Linked DNA regions of Sus scrofa: regions 2 and 3 are each linked to region 1. A link is a contact called in public HiChIP or PLAC-seq data. All regions are on one chromosome and are shown on one strand. Each heading gives the region's core, a stretch centred on a gene start, on an enhancer-like site or on the middle of the called end of the contact. The rest is flanking DNA. Distances are from core to core; before and after follow the strand shown.

Region 1 (4,979 bases), core at 1,486-3,985:
CTGGATGCTGATAGGGCCATGAGCCCCCTCCTACCGCCCCACCACCCTGCAGCAATGCAGAGTCCCAGCACAGACACACTTACCTGTGGGCCAGTCAGCAACCCTGCTCCCCATACCACTCCTGGTTCTGTCTGAGGTTGCACTTTCAAGCCTGGAGGAATCTTAGAGCTAAATACTTCACGCTGGCCAGAAGCATATGCCTGCCTGTCTCAGTCTGAGAAATACTCAGCGGCAGGGATACAAAATGTTTAAATCTAGACCTTCAAGAACAGATGGCTGGACATTTTTTTTTTTTAAACAACACAGCCACAAAATCACCATTCTGTGGGTCTGACATGATGGCCTTCTTGAATTACTGCATTTAAAAGTCAAGACTAAACAAATCTTAAAATATATCTTTATAACTACTGGTTAGGATGGGTTCTTTCAACAGAAAGTGATCTCAAAGTGTAGGGTGATCCTGTCAATGCTTTCTATCTTGCTGGGAACAAATAAATAATTTTAAAGGTTTTTCTTTTTTTCTTCAGAACATTTATAAGTATTCTCTAATGAAATCTATTTGAGGGATTTTCAAACTTCTGAAATTATTTTGGTCTTCCAGGAATGTAAGTATTAAGGTTAGAGAACTACGGAACCTGAGTTAGTAGACCCTCCCAGCTATTTATTTATTTATAGCCTACTTTGTTTCCAAAAGGATTTAAGGCAATTCCTAAGGACATAAATAATGGACAGATATAGTCTTGCTTTTTAACTGTTTAAAATGGAAACTTTGGTGGTTTTTTTTTTTTTGGTTTTTTTTTTTCTTTAAGCCTGTGTATAGTCATAATTGTTCTGAATTTTGAAACTTTTAAGAGAGGTAAAAAAAATGTATCTGAGTAGTATATATGTTTATTTTCTGTAGTTAGCATTACTTTGCAGTGCTTTGGACTGAGCCTTCTTTTTGTAAGTTTTTATACAGAAATTTGTTTTTTGTTAGAAAAGTGATGTATTTTTATCATATAGAGGGCATTTAGAAGATAACAAAAAAAAAAAAAAACCACAATGAGGGAAAAACAAAAGTCCCCCCATACAAACACAGACCCTTTTTAAATGTGTATAAAGACATTAGTCTTTGCTCGGTTTTTTTGTGACTTTGTATTTTGTCAATCTTTGTTCTGATTCTCCAAATTCGTTCTTTTTTTTTTTTTTTCTCATTGCAGTGTTGACTACATTTTAAATGTCACTAGAGAAATCGATAACTTTTTCCCTGGCTTATTTGCATATCATAACATCCGAGTCTATGACGAAGAGACTACAGACCTCCTCGCCCACTGGAACGAGGCGTACCATTTTATAAACAAAGCAAAGTAAGTGGGCAGAGAAACCAGAGAACCAGGCTGGGGAAGAAGCTGACTGGCAGCTGCCAAGTGGGCAGACATCAATGGTGACCTCAGACACAGCCCACAGCCACCTCCTTGCTTGAGGGGCCTGGGATGTGTGATGGGCCTGTGGTTTTAGACCATAAGACCCCAGGCACCGAAGGGACTAAGTTGTTGATTTTCTCCAGCTCTTCTCTCCCACCTATCGTGACATTTGACCCCCATTTCTTCACCAGCAGTGGCTCCAGGCAGGGGCCCCTTACAAAATGGACACCCTGGGAGCTTGGCCATGGGGAGTCTCTGAGCCACAGGACAGAGTAGGGCGGGTGTGTCATACCTGACTCAGAGCACCTTTGGGGCTACCTCCCTATAGGGATCCACTCGGACAGATGCCCTGAGATATGGCCCACCTCCATCTGAGTCACTGCCACTCCTGTTCCCATAGAATGGAACAGAGGTGGTCCCCGGCTGCCCAGGCCCAGGCCTGTTACTACTGTGACCCGTCTTTTGTCCTCACCTTATCTTCCTGTAGAACAACTCTGCCTTACTTAGGTCAGGACTAGAAAGAGACACCTCTTTGAGATGCTGTGAAGTGACATCCCCTCTTTTGCTTTGCACCCCTCCAGATCAGAGCTTAAGGAGTTCCTCTTGTGGCTCAGTGTGTTAAGAACCCCCACAAGGGTGCTGGTTTGATCACTGGCCTCTCTCAGTGGGTTAAGGATCCCGGGTTGCCGTGAGCTATGGTATAGGTTGCAGACACAGAGTGGCTGTGGCTGTGGCGTGGGCTGGCAGCTACAGCTGTGGTTCTACCCCTAGCCTGGAAACTTCCATATGCCCAGGTGTGGCCCTAAAAAGCAAAAACAAAGAAAAAGAAAAGAAAAAAAATGTTCTATAGTGTAGGACTAAATCTTCGTTCCCTTGGTCCTGAGGATAGACTTCAGCAGTCCAAAAAAAAAAAAACCCCAAACCCACTGGGATTTAAGGGTAAATTTTAAGCCTGGGGTATAGGAAAGGAGCCTGCTCCCACCTAACAGATAGGCTGCCTCTAATGTAAACAGGCAAGCAGGCCGGCCATCCTACCTCCTGTACAAATAAAGTTTCACATGTGTAGCTCTAACCAGCCTGGTGCCCCCTCACACTTTTGAGCTGGCGACATCCAGAGAAAGTATTCCTGGTCTTACCATGTCTGCTAAATCAGCCCCACCCAGGCCGGGACCGCCTCCTTACAAAAAGCCTATCGGCCCATCTGTTTTCTGTGGCTTCTCTCTGGTGGCTGGTCAAGTGCTGCCGGCCTCATGCTGGCTCCTTGACCCTCCTGTCTGCCAAGGATCTCTCTCTCCCAAGGGCCTTGCGGCTTTTAGTTCACTGACCTCATTTTTCTACACTAACCCGTCCCCCATCTCCATCTGCTCTGGCAGCCGAGTAGCTTTTGCGGTTACCCCTGCGCTGCCCGATTGCTTCTTGCCCAAGGGGCTCTGATCTCCTTCCTGGCCTATCCCAGCCACATGGGGAGACTCCCCCTTGTCCCTGAAGTTGCCCCAATTGGGGAGCTCTCCCCCCACAAAATTTGGCCAGATTTATCTCGCTTTCCCATTGTATGCTAATTAATTTTGCAGCAAAGTCATTTCCTTTGGAGGGTATGTGGACGTCTGCTGTATAAACATCAGGACCTGGGAGGGTTTGGGCAATGAGAGAACTTTAGGGTTAAAAAAAAAAAATCCATTGCATCATTCTCCTGCTACCCCAACCCCCACCCCCCACCACTGCAGGAGGAACCATTCCAAGTGCCTGGTCCATTGCAAAATGGGTGTCAGTCGCTCGGCATCCACGGTCATAGCGTATGCCATGAAGGAATTTGGCTGGCCCCTGGAGAAAGCATACAACTACGTGAAGCAGAAACGCAGCATCACGCGTCCCAATGCGGGCTTTATGAAGCAGCTGTCTGAGTATGAAGGCATCTTGGACGCCAGGTGGGTGCCCATCTGCAGAGAAGATCTGGCAGAACCGAGCTCCAGAAGGCCTGCCGGCAAGCCAGCCAAGGCCGCCCGCTGTCCATACACCCAGGTGCTCCCGCTCGGCCTGGTGGTGGCACAGCCAAAATTCTGCCTCTCTCAGGGGCAGCCAGTTTGAGAAAAACAGCCATTGTTTGGGGTCTGATTAGTGGTTTCCAGGAGGGATTGTTTTGACTGTGTCGTCACACACTCAAAGCTGTTTCTCGGCTGGAGGGACTGGTGCGCAGCTTCTGATCCACAGCATGACTGTGTGAGGCTTGGGTGCGAGGCTGCCCAGTTTCCTGAGCATCCACTCTGTGCCAAGCTCTGAGCCAGACCTTGCTGCAGGGCAGCTCCAAGGATTGCAGGGGCAGACCTGCGCCCATGCCGTCGAGCTGTTCCAGCCTTATTCCCCATTTTTTGAGTTAGGAACCTATCCTCCCAGTAGGGCTGTTGGGAGCTTTCCATGAAGATTCTTCGCTAGACCCAGCTTGCAGTCGATGATGACACAGCTGCTTTTATTTTATTTTATTTTTAGGGCCACACCCATGGCATATGGAAGTTCGAATCGGACCTACAGCTGCCAGCCTGTACCACAGCTCACGGCAATGCTGGTTCCTTAACCCACTGAGCAGGGCCAGGGATTGAACCTGCATTCTCATGGATACTATGTCAGGTTCTTAACCTGCTGAGCCACAACAGGAACTCCTTTTAAATCTGCTTTTAAATCTCTAACCACCGCCCCTGCCCCCCCACACACCACAAAAAAGGTCTACAAAGGACAGATGATCCTCCCTTTTATGGCGGAAGGTATAAAGAACTGACCCTAGAAGTTAACATGTCCCATATCATATATATACCTGGCAGTGGGGCCAGGTCTTGTTGGCCTTCAGGGCTCTGGTGCAGAGAGCCCCCCAGTGATCCTGCGCCACAGAGGGGGCCCCATTGACCCCAGGCAGATCCCTGCTGGATTCCAGGACTCACTGTCTCCCTGTTCTTTTTCTCTTCAGTCTGTTTGAGACCTCCCTGGCTATTTCAGCCCAGTATTGTGAGGAAGCCACAGGCTGAGTCCACTGGCTTTGTGGCCACATGTGGGGAAGCAGGAGTGTCCTGTTGGGTCTGGAGGACAGCCCTGGACTCCTTACTGTCAGCCACAGAGCAGCTGGACAGATGGGCGGAGGGCACATCCTGCTCTTACCTCCTTGAGCCCTTTAGGGATTTGTAGCCTAACCAAGCCTTTCAAGGCCAGGTTCACAGCTGCAGAGCGTTGACCTTAAATTATAGCCCATCATCCAAGGGCCCTCTTGGCCTTGCCTGGAACATGCACACAAAGCAGGCAGCCATGAATGACTGTGATACTCCCTCTCGTACAACGAGAGCGCATCCTTAGTTGACGGGTCTGTTTATGTTTCTTCTTCTCTCCTCTTAACTCCCCAGCCCTAAGATGCTGGTGATCCTCCAAGGTTCATAAGGCGACTCATTGACCTTATTTTATTATAAGCCTTTTGTCTTTGTTCTTTAACCCTTACATTGAAAAAATATGTTGTAGAGTTCCTGCTGTGGTGCAGTAGGATCGTCGGTGTCTCTGCAGCACTGGATCATAGATTTGATCCCCAGCCCATCACAGTGG
Region 2 (4,979 bases), core at 929-3,428, 110 kb after region 1:
AAACTATACCGTGTTCCTAGGATTTCCCCATTTTTGGTATTGTGAGTTCTTATCTCCAACAAAATCTTCTCAGAGAGAGTTTTAAAGATTCTAGCTGTTAAGTGTTTTACTTGGGAAAATTTTAGCTCCAAGAAAATAACAGTGCTTTAAGTAACAGAGAGCAGCCAAAGTAAGTTTAGTGAATGATGTTGATTCAACAATGTCCCTTATCTGCTGGGAGGTAACCAAACACAAATGCAAAAACTGGTTAATTCAGACAGTGGGGTTGCATAATAGGTTCTCCCAGAGTCTGAGAGAGGGAAGGATCTTGCAGGCAGAACATTCTTATTTGTCTTCACCCACACGCTCTCATTGGTCCCAGATGAAGTTTAAATGGACACTTTTCCCAGCTCAGTCTTACACTCCTTTGGAAATTAACAAAAATTAACTCCCTGTTTTACCCATTTTTGCTTCTGTTGTCAATTGTGCTGATGCAGTTTTTGCCTTGAAATCAAGATGGAAGTGATGTAGTTGGTGATGAGCATGCTCCCCAGGACTCCTGCCCCTCCCAGCCATTCAGCCCGGCTTCGTGTTATTTCCATCCTGTACAGATTGCGTCTGGGCCATTTGCCAGGCGGGCATTATAACTTTGGCACATCGGAACTGAAATCTCAGCTCTTGATTTTCTCAAAACCAATGTTGTTCTCAATGTCACGGTTCACTTAGGAATGTCCTGACTCTGCATCCTACCCCTTGGGGTTGTTGCATCAGTGGCTTCTGTAGGGGTCGTGCTGCTCTGCAGCTGCTACAGAGTACCAGCCTCTTCCTGTCTCTTCAGATCAGCTTTTTCCCTCATTTTTCCTCTGGAATTGGTTTCCTTAGCCTTTAAAAAATATGGCCTTTGGGAGGAATAGTCTTTTTTATGGCTGTAACTCTAGTGCCTAGCCCAGTAGCAAGTTCTTGGTGGGTGATTAAAATAGAGAAGCAGTGTTTGGAAACACTCTGTGTTTTGTTTGCTTTCAATTTGTGCTGTGTTGGAGAAATAAAACCATCAAACAAGTTTATACTTTAAAATCACTACTTGAGAGAAAGCCACTTTTTAAAATCTTCCTCATTGTGTCCTTGTTAGAATGCTTCTCTTGCCCTATCCTTTTTCCATATTCAGAAATTCATTTGGGACAAGGATGCCAGTGAGGCAGTGGTTCCTGAACGTGTGCTTAAAAGTTGTATTTTTCCAGAACCTTGTTTGGGTTTTCACCGATTGATTCACTTTTTCATCTGGAAGCCCTAGGGACTGATGGTGTTTTTTTCCCTTTCTTTCAAAGCAAAACAAGACCTAATGTTACTATAGTAATGTGTTGTCCATGTAAAACATTCCAGACATACACAGTACTTTTTAAGAAAAGCAAAGAAAAAACCCAAGAGGAAAGAGGATAGCTTGGAGTGCTTGCCGTGCTGCGATGCACAGCAGAGGATGCTGGATGTCCGTTTGCCTTTCTACTCACCACATATGTTTTTGCAAAAGCTGATTGGTATTAACGTACTAACTGGCCGTGGAGCTGAGAAAAGCTAAGGGACCAGCCTAGAGATCAGAGCTGATCTCATTTGTGCTAATTGGCCCAGGCACTAGCTAGAGCTTTCACACATAGGATATCTTGGACATAAATTAGGTAGTTGGGTACAGGGCTGCATTAATTTAAAGGCAAATTAATTTCATTCCACAGAATCCTGACATTCAGATGTAAAATACATGTTGAGGTCATAGTGGTCACAGTTATAGCAAGAAAAGTAATGGTGAACATGTAGTAGATCTTTTTATTTGCCACGCGCTGTTTGAAACCTTTATGTGGTGACTATATTTAATCCTTGTTAACAGCACAATAAGGCAGGAGTATGTCCCGCTTTACCGCTCAGGAAGCACAGGCCCAAGGAGTGACGATTTTGTCAAAGGTCACCCTGTTTGCGGTATTTCCCATTCGGGTAGTGCTTGGGGGTGCAGCGTGATTCAACTCGTTTGACCTTTCCAGTTACCCCTGAGGAAGCAGAGCTGATGCTGTCCCCAGTACCATGCAGGGAAGTCAAGGCTTTCAGGAGTAAGGTCCTTTCTTAATGCTGACGTAGCCAGTTGGTGTCCAGCCCTGACAGGAGCCCATGTCTTCTGACAGCCAGGTCAGGTCCTTTCCACCACCACCCTGGGCTGTGTCCCAGGTTACACACAAGAAACCGGACAGGGACTGAATGGGACTCCACATGACCTCTTCAGTCTGTGGAAGGCCATTCCTGGCAGCAGCAGAGAGCATGTGACAACAGGCCTGTGAACAGGGCCAGCAGGCACTGACCAGGGGGGCGTTGGCCTCGTGTGGAAGGACTTACAGATGTGCGGCTCTTCCCCAAGGCCCACTGGAGAACAAGCTGCCTTTATTCCCAGCACAGGCCAGAGTGCCCGGTGTCTTTGCGTTTCATCACACAGGCTTTGCTGTCACTGTGTCTTCCCGTGGGAATCCTTGTGCCTGTGTTGTCTTTTATACGTGGTGCTTTTCCCCGTCATGCCCCTCAGCCAGCCTTTTTGGAGCATCTACTCTTTAGAAAATTGCTCTCTGCGTCTGTGTTTTTTGCTTTTAAACTGGATACTTGATTTCCTTCCTTCCTTCTCCCATTTCATCTTTCCTGCTTCCACCTGTCACCTAACTCCTATTCATCCTTAGAGGTTGTCTCCTCCGGGAGCCTTCCTGGATGTACCAAGCTTCGGTAGCAAGAAGGTAACCTAATTTTTACTCAGCACTGAGCTTACCCGAGCGTCACACTGGTGACGTAGACTGTGGTTTCCTAGTGAAAAGGACATGTAATAACCACAGCTAACACTTAACCCACAGCCTGCCTTAGCATTATTCTGAGTGCTTTGTATTCATGTTACCACATTGGTCTCCAGACACGCCCAGTGAGGACAGGTTCATTATTATAGACTCATTTTATAGATGAGGAAACTCAAAGCCCCAAATGTTTAGGTGAATGTCCCCAAGGTCCTGCAGCTGATAGCAGAATCAGGATATTCCTCACCCCTGCACTGCATTGGAGGTGACTGTGTGCCAGGCAGTGTTAATGCATTTAATCCTCAAAGCAGCCCTAGGAAGTACAGGTCCTGATTCTTCCCTGCGCAGTGATGTTGAGCTCTTTGCCCAGGACCATCACAGTAAGAGGCCCCAGGCAGGATCTGCACCAAGGTCTCTGGCTTCAGAGCCCTTGCTCCAGCCAGCTGCTTGTCTTTGCTGTCTGGCTTCCAGTCTCATAGACACCTCTGCTTTTTTAGATTGTAAACCCCTTGAGAGCGGAGCCTGTGTTATCCTTCCCTCCTTGCCTGGTAACAGGCCTGTGCTGTGGTGGTTACTCAAGGAAAGAGCTACATGGCTGAGTGACTGAGATCGTGAGATGGGTTAGGTGCCTGGATGAAAATGCATAAGCCTTGTTGAGGAGACCATTGAATCTGCCAAAAGTGAGACAGAGGAGGGACAGAGAGGTTTCTCGTTTTCAAAATTGCATAATAAGCGTTTTGCTCCATCAAAATCTCCTGGCAATCCAAGGAAAAGATGAAACTAGAGAAAGGAGAAGATGAAGTCCTGTTATGAGCTCTACTTCCACCCTCATATTTAAGCAGGAAATGCTGGTTATATCCAAAGCCTCCCATCACTCCACGCCTCATTAGGGATTTAGAAAAGGCACTATTTAATCATGGTGGGTCAGGCACTGAAGGTTTTACGATCCCTGTGGGAAAAATCCAGCAGCCAGTGGTCACACTGCCATCTGGAGGCGTCAGGTGGTATATCACTACTCTTTCTGTTGTAAGCGTGGGTCAGAATTCGTCTTGCAAAATGCATTTCCTGTTGAGTCACCAAAGTCCTGTTTCATAATTGTTCCTCTCCCGACTTTGTGCTTTGATCAAATCATTAGTTGTTTTCTGTTCCTTCTGTTCAAAATTTTAGTCCTGTTTTATATTCAGATAACCAAGTTCAGTGTGGAGCAGTTTTACTGATCATAAATCCTTGAATAAAAATGGTGCGTATCAGGGTGAAAGCAAAGAGGTAATGATGGATGGTAGCAGATGCCCATTCCCCCAGGGGAGAGGGGCCTGGGTCAGAGTCTGCCCCTTTCGGTGGAGAGAGGCAGTGGTCTGGGGGAGGGGTTAGGGGAGGCCAGGTAGATTCCTAGATTCCTTTTGCCTCTCGTGCTTGCTCACATCTGCCTTGTCATCATCATCATCATCATCATATTTTAGGGCCTCACCCATGACATATGGAGGTTCCCAGGCTACGGGTTGAATCAGAGCTGCAGCTGCCAGCCTACACCACATCTGCGACCTGCACTACTACAGCTCACAGCTATGTCAGATCCTTAACCTGCTGAGCGAGGCCAGGGATTGAACCCACATCCTCATAGATACTGGTTGGGTTCGTTACTGCTGAGCCACCATGAGAACTCCTTTTTTTATTTTTATTTTTATTTATTTATTTATTTATTTTTGTTTTTTGTCTTTTTTGTTGTTGTTGTTGTTGCTATTTCTTGGGCCGCTCCCGCGGCATATGGAGGTTCCCAGGCTAGGGGCCGAATCGGAGCTGTAGCCACCGGCCTACGCCAGAGCCACAGCAACGCGGGATCCGAGCCGCGTCTGTGACCTACACCACAGCTCACGGCAACGCCGGATTGTTAACCCACTGAGCAAGGGCAGGGACCGAACCCGCAACCTCATGGTTCCTAGTCGGATTCGTTAACCACTGCACCACGACGGGAACTCCGAGAACTCCTTTTTTTAAATGTTTTTTTTTTTTTTTTAATTTTTTCGGCTTTTTTTTTTTTTTTAACTTTTATTTTTTTGATCACAGCGTTCAGCACCTTGATGTGGGATCTTAGTTCCTAGATCAGGGATTGAATGTGGTGCCACAGCAGTGAGTGCGAGTCCTAACCACTAGACCACCAGGGAACTCCCTGCCTTGTTGAAAATTTGTTGA
Region 3 (4,979 bases), core at 919-3,418, 91 kb after region 1:
ATTGCACTAAACTGATGTGTTAGAAGAGGGGCTCTGTTCCCAGCTGGGGCAAGAGCAAGGGAGGAACCACATTCCTCCCTCTTGTGTTGAGATGGCCTTTTCTAGTACTGGGGAAATGGAATGTGTGATGGGAGGAGGACTAGGAGGAGCTATAGGACAGCTTTCTGGTAGAAAAATTACATACATCTTGGCTCTTTTTTTCCTTCACTTCCAGCATAAATAGTGCAAAGTTGGTGTTCGCCTCCACTATGATATGGAGAATAAGCCCTGTTCTGCATTTTAGGATTATTGTTAAAAACTGGGTCCACATAGCATCTTTCCACTGTTTGACCTTCAGGAAAAGGCAGTGACTTCATGTCATAGTCATAAAAATGAGGCTCCAAAGTGACATCACAATGTGCTTGGAGGGTCCCCTTCCTACATGGTGTCTTAGTTTTTGCACACGGTGTGGGGGGGTGCTGTCATACCCCCATTCTACAGTGGCAGAAATTGAAACTCAGACTGAGTGATTGCCCAAAGCCATGAGGTCTTTCGTGGATTAGAACCTAGGTCTCTGAGTCTTTATTTGATTTGTATGTGTATATTTTTCACTAACATTTTTTTCCCCAGTGAGTGAAAGATTTTCTAAAAAATAGAAATCATGGTCTAATTGACACTTAATCCTTTGCATTCTTCCTCTGGGATTAGAAGGCTATTTCATTTTGAATAATTGAGGGATTGTGTATAGCAGCAATCCCAGTGTTTTGTTTAATAACAAAAACACTAGCTTGTCAGGGCTCTGGTTCTGGCAGCTTGGAGAATCGTCTTAAGGTTTAGAAAGTCCTTGGTCTGTAGCCTGCCTCACGAGGAGACAGCAGCAGCGATGGAGTTGCAGCATTTCACATCATTGTGGGCTTCCTCTAAGCACCAGGCGCTGTTCTAAGAAGGGCCTTCTTTCACAGACTGGTTCAAAAGGAATGGCAGTCCCCTGATGGTGCTTTTCTCTGCACCCCGGTCACTGCCAGCACCTGCTGGATTTGCATTGGCTGCACCTCCCCCTTACTGTACGGCTGCTGACAGGCAATTTCCATTCCCACAAATAGCGGTGCTCCATTTTGGACGAGGGTGACAGGGCCTGTAGCCTTTTGTATAGATGGGGACCTTGGGCACAGGGTAGTGGAAGGGGCAGGGGAGTGTATTCCTGCCGGTGTCCTGGTGTGTCCTGGGATGCTCACTCACCGCCTCCTGGAATAGATGCTGTGTGTTGCGCTGAGCACCTTCACTGTCGGTGGTCTGGGCCGGGAAAGGCTGGGGGTGGGCGGTGGAGGGTGCAGGGGGAGGGCACCAGGTGCAGAACAATGACTTCCAAATTATGTCCCGAGCTGCCAGCCCTGCGAGCACTGCACGGCCTCATTACCACATGAAGCACCACAGAAGGGCCTTTTCATCTTCTCCCAGTGGCTGTTTTCCACAGTCTTGCTGGGGGCTGGGGTGGGGAGGGGACACCCTCCTCACCCCAGTTAACAATGGAGCACAAAGTCCTGGCAGGAGGAACCTCACAATGTGCCCTGGAGCTATTTTTGATTCCTGCGAGTGGCTGTGACTCAGAGTGTGCCCTGGCTCCCCCTCCCCTCCCCCCTGCCCTGGGAGATGAGCAGCCGCCTGTCCTTTGTGCGTTTCCTTGGCCGCTTCTGCGGCTGCTGCAGTTCACTGATATGTCCACAGCAGCCGGCCCGCAGGCCTGACAGGGCTCTGACAGTGGTTTTTACCATATATGGCCATCAGAGCACTGGGGCTGTCAGCCGGCCAGGATAATTTCCTTCCTTTGCTTTGATTGGCTGCAAGGCGGCTCAGAGAATGGTGGGATCCGGGAGTGTGTGGTGAAGGGAAGCCACTGAGTCAAGTGCAAAGAACGTTTAACTCTTTCCTGGTTATCCAAGTACACCGGCAAGTGCTGCCAGTTGAAGCCTCAGAGTGTAAACGTGATGATAACCCAAGCGGGGGAAGCAAAGAGCAGGTTTCCGAATACCGATCACTAAAATAGACTTGGTTCAGTGGACAAATTTCTGCCGACCTAGTTTGTCCAGAAGCCTCTTTATAACCATATGTAGAAAATGTTCTGCTCTTCCACATTGAATACGTGCTAGCTGGGGGTGGGAACTGAGCTGAGCCTGGGAGGGAAGGCCAAGTCAGGAGGGCGGGGGCTGGAGCACGTGTTGGCTTTCTCAGAGGAACAGGGACTTGGGTTTCCTTTCTGGCTGAGCTTTAAGTTGTGAGTAAATGATACAGGCTACTGAATTGGGTCTGTGCTCTGGTCTTCCTGCTTGTTTACAACCTCTGCAAGATGTGAGCTGCCTAGGCCATGTAGCCCAAGGCTTTTGCCCAAAGAAAAAAAAATTTTTCTGTCTCTCATGCCCCAGTTCAAGGGAGGTAGTTTTCTTCTGAGGCTTGTGGGTAAAGCAGTGCAGAGCTAGATATTGGGAAGGTAGCTCTGGAGCTTTTCATCATTCACAGGGGTCCCATGGGAGGAATCTCCATTGTCGTTGGAGATGACGCTCAGTCCAAATGGTTAGGCAACCAGTTTCTCTCCTTTTGCATTGGATAGCGAAGGCTTTGTTTTAATTTCCTACATTTTCACTTAGATCCATAGTTCTTTTCGCCGTCTAGCTTTTCTTTTTCTGTTTTTTTTTTTCCTTTCTAGGGCTGTACCCGAGGCATGTGGAATTTCCCAGGCTAAGGCTCCGACTGGAGCTGCAGCTGCCAGCCTACACTACAGCCACAGCAACTCGGGATCTGAGCTGTGTCTGTGACCTACACCACATTTCACAGCAACGCTGAGGCCAAGGATTGAACCTGCATCCTCATGGATACTAGTCGAGTTCTTAACCTGCTGAGCCGTAACAGGAACTCCTAGCTTTTCCTTTCAAGCTGAATTGTATTTTGACTAAGTTGTATCTCGTCTTGGGTTCCTAGTTTTATTTGTTCTCAGACCCAAAAGATCTTATGGAATTAGTCGTCTGCAGTGATGAGGTTTTCTGCTTTATGAATTTTTTTTGTTAGGTCAGGAAATTAGGAAATAGAGCTTCTCCATTTCCTGTTGCATATTTAGGCATGATTAAGGAAATGCCAACTCTTCTACTCTTATGCTTTGTGATAATAAAATATCTATAGTTTTACAGTAACTTCCCTCAAGTTCTTAATGGACTTTTAAAATGGTCTATTCATTGTTAAACCCAGTTTTTAAAGAGGACCTGTGATGCCAAAATGGTTTGCTTGGCATTGTCACTTGTGGCCATAAAGAATGTTCCTTTTGCTCCTAGGCAGGTGAGGTCTCTGCAGAGCCATGCTGCCTCTCCCCGGCAGCTTTAGTTGCTGGCTTACTTTACAGGACCGGGTAACCCAATCTGTGTGTTCTATTCCACAGTACCTCCTCTTACCCTCAAGGTTGGCGTTTCTTGTTGCCTTAAAGTAAAACCTCCTCGGGATGTTTTATTCCTTCATCTAGAGCTGTTACTTTCAGTGACCGGCCTGTCAGCAGGTCCTGGACTGTGAGCATCAGTCTTCCTGGTCCCACAATCACAGTCACTATAGCTCCTCCCCATGGAGGAGCAGGGCCTAAGGAGACTTCAGTGAAACATGTATCCACATAAATACACTGTTCCAAGAAAAAGGAAGTTGGAAAAAAGGAAAACCCACTTCAATAGATATCCTTTTTTTATTCCTTTGAACTCTGTGCAGTGTGAATGGAGCCCTTATGCCCAGGCTGCAAATTTTTCCTTTGCTTCCGAGCACATGTTTGACTTGCCATTTTCCTTGCTGAGAGTTCAAGAGCTCTCACTGTGTTACTCCAAGGCCAGTAATGAGTTACTATCTGTGACTGTGAAAAGATCTTTTAATGTATGGACAGTGTGATAAAGCTGTTGAACTTTGGACACACCAAGTGATTTTGATCAGCCTCCCCCTCCCCCAATGAAAACTTATAGAAATATTAAGTAGAGATGAGCAGTCTGGGGGAAAAAGTCTTTGTTCCTTGAGTCAAGATGGGGAAGGGGCTGTTTGGGCCTTCCATCTGAGGGTGGTGTATCCAGTCTGGATAATAAGCACAGATTATAATAATGGATTATAAAGTGGCTGAAAAAAAAGACTGCAGGTTAGAGTTTGGGAGAAAGGTCCTGGGAGCTGCCTGTGCTGGACTGGCTAAGGGAGACAGCCTAGGAAGCAGTCAGAGCCCAGTGCCCAGGGACAGTTTGTGCTGCTACGACTGAGCTCCAGAAAGTAGACTAGGAAAACCCTATATGTGGAACACCTGAGCATCTTAGAGGGAATACTGGATTTGACTGATGAAATTAGTGAGCATTACTTTTTGACACCATGGGAGTTTTTAACTTTGTGGAAACATATGTCAGTCATGAGACGGAATAAGCCTGCCAGCTAAAGTGTTGTGTGGCTTTGACCAAATGTTGCTTTTGGAAGGAATCAATAATGGTTGGATCAATACTCCTTGGCATCAGTTTGCTAGCATCTTCAGCTAATGTTGAACAAGTTAATGGGTGTATCGAAAACAATTACCATGCAAGGGTCAGTCTTCCATTAAGAAGCAATCATTCTGAATGATTGATGCAAAGATCATATTGGAAGCATCCCCGTGTTGTATTTTGAAACTCTGGGAGGGTGAAAATGTCTGCTGCTACACCTAATACACCATTAGCTCCCTAGAAAACACATCCCAGAGTGGAACTCCTTTATGGAGACATCTGTGAGATTGATGTACATATCTGTTTATATATAAGAGATTTTTTTTTTTGATTGCATGGCGTGTAGGATGAGTGCACTTCTTAAACATGGATTTCTTTTTGAAAAGGGGCAAATAAGTAAGATATACTGTTAGATGTATGTGGAAGCAATTGTGATTTCCTATTGAAACTAATGGGAAATACTTTTACAACTGGAAATATAATTTCATAAGAGTTACATGGAATTTTGTATGCATAAGGAGGAAT

The links. HiChIP or PLAC-seq counts read pairs in DNA pulled down with a chosen protein or histone mark.
Region 2: a contact with region 1 is called in an H3K27ac HiChIP or PLAC-seq map of skeletal muscle. The contact joins two enhancer-like sites. A contact is called at or near these places in 24 of 47 Hi-C or Micro-C datasets (alveolar macrophages, blood, brain and 14 more) and 2 of 2 datasets of contacts at active chromatin or transcription factors (alveolar macrophages and skeletal muscle).
Region 3: an H3K27ac HiChIP or PLAC-seq map of skeletal muscle shows a contact between it and region 1. The contact joins two enhancer-like sites. A contact is called at or near these places in 3 of 47 Hi-C or Micro-C datasets (embryonic fibroblasts, mesenchymal stem cells and omental adipose tissue) and 2 of 2 datasets of contacts at active chromatin or transcription factors (alveolar macrophages and skeletal muscle).

Annotation. Positions count from the first base shown.
Region 1 is chr14:42,014,161-42,019,139 of Sscrofa11.1, forward strand. It overlaps SSH1 (protein phosphatase Slingshot homolog 1), which reads left to right. Exons shown (of 16, transcript XM_001929329.5): 12 at 1,200-1,346; 13 at 3,128-3,328. Among named protein-coding and RNA genes, the nearest start is that of CORO1C, 46 kb to the right of the region's middle. Within about 2 kb of position 2,736, at least 10 of the 83 cell types and tissues checked have an H3K27ac peak or open chromatin away from gene starts, as enhancers often do. A contact at or near this core is called in fetal skeletal muscle and skeletal muscle, where this site is marked.
Region 2 is chr14:42,124,628-42,129,606 of Sscrofa11.1, forward strand. All of the region lies in intron 3 of CORO1C (coronin-1C), which reads left to right. Among named protein-coding and RNA genes, the nearest start is that of SELPLG, 32 kb to the right of the region's middle. Within about 2 kb of position 2,179, at least 37 of the 83 cell types and tissues checked have an H3K27ac peak or open chromatin away from gene starts, as enhancers often do. A contact at or near this core is called in fetal skeletal muscle and skeletal muscle, where this site is marked.
Region 3 is chr14:42,105,418-42,110,396 of Sscrofa11.1, forward strand. The region is part of intron 2 of CORO1C (coronin-1C); the gene reads left to right. Among named protein-coding and RNA genes, the nearest start is that of CORO1C, 45 kb to the left of the region's middle. Within about 2 kb of position 2,169, at least 75 of the 83 cell types and tissues checked have an H3K27ac peak or open chromatin away from gene starts, as enhancers often do. A contact at or near this core is called in skeletal muscle, where this site is marked.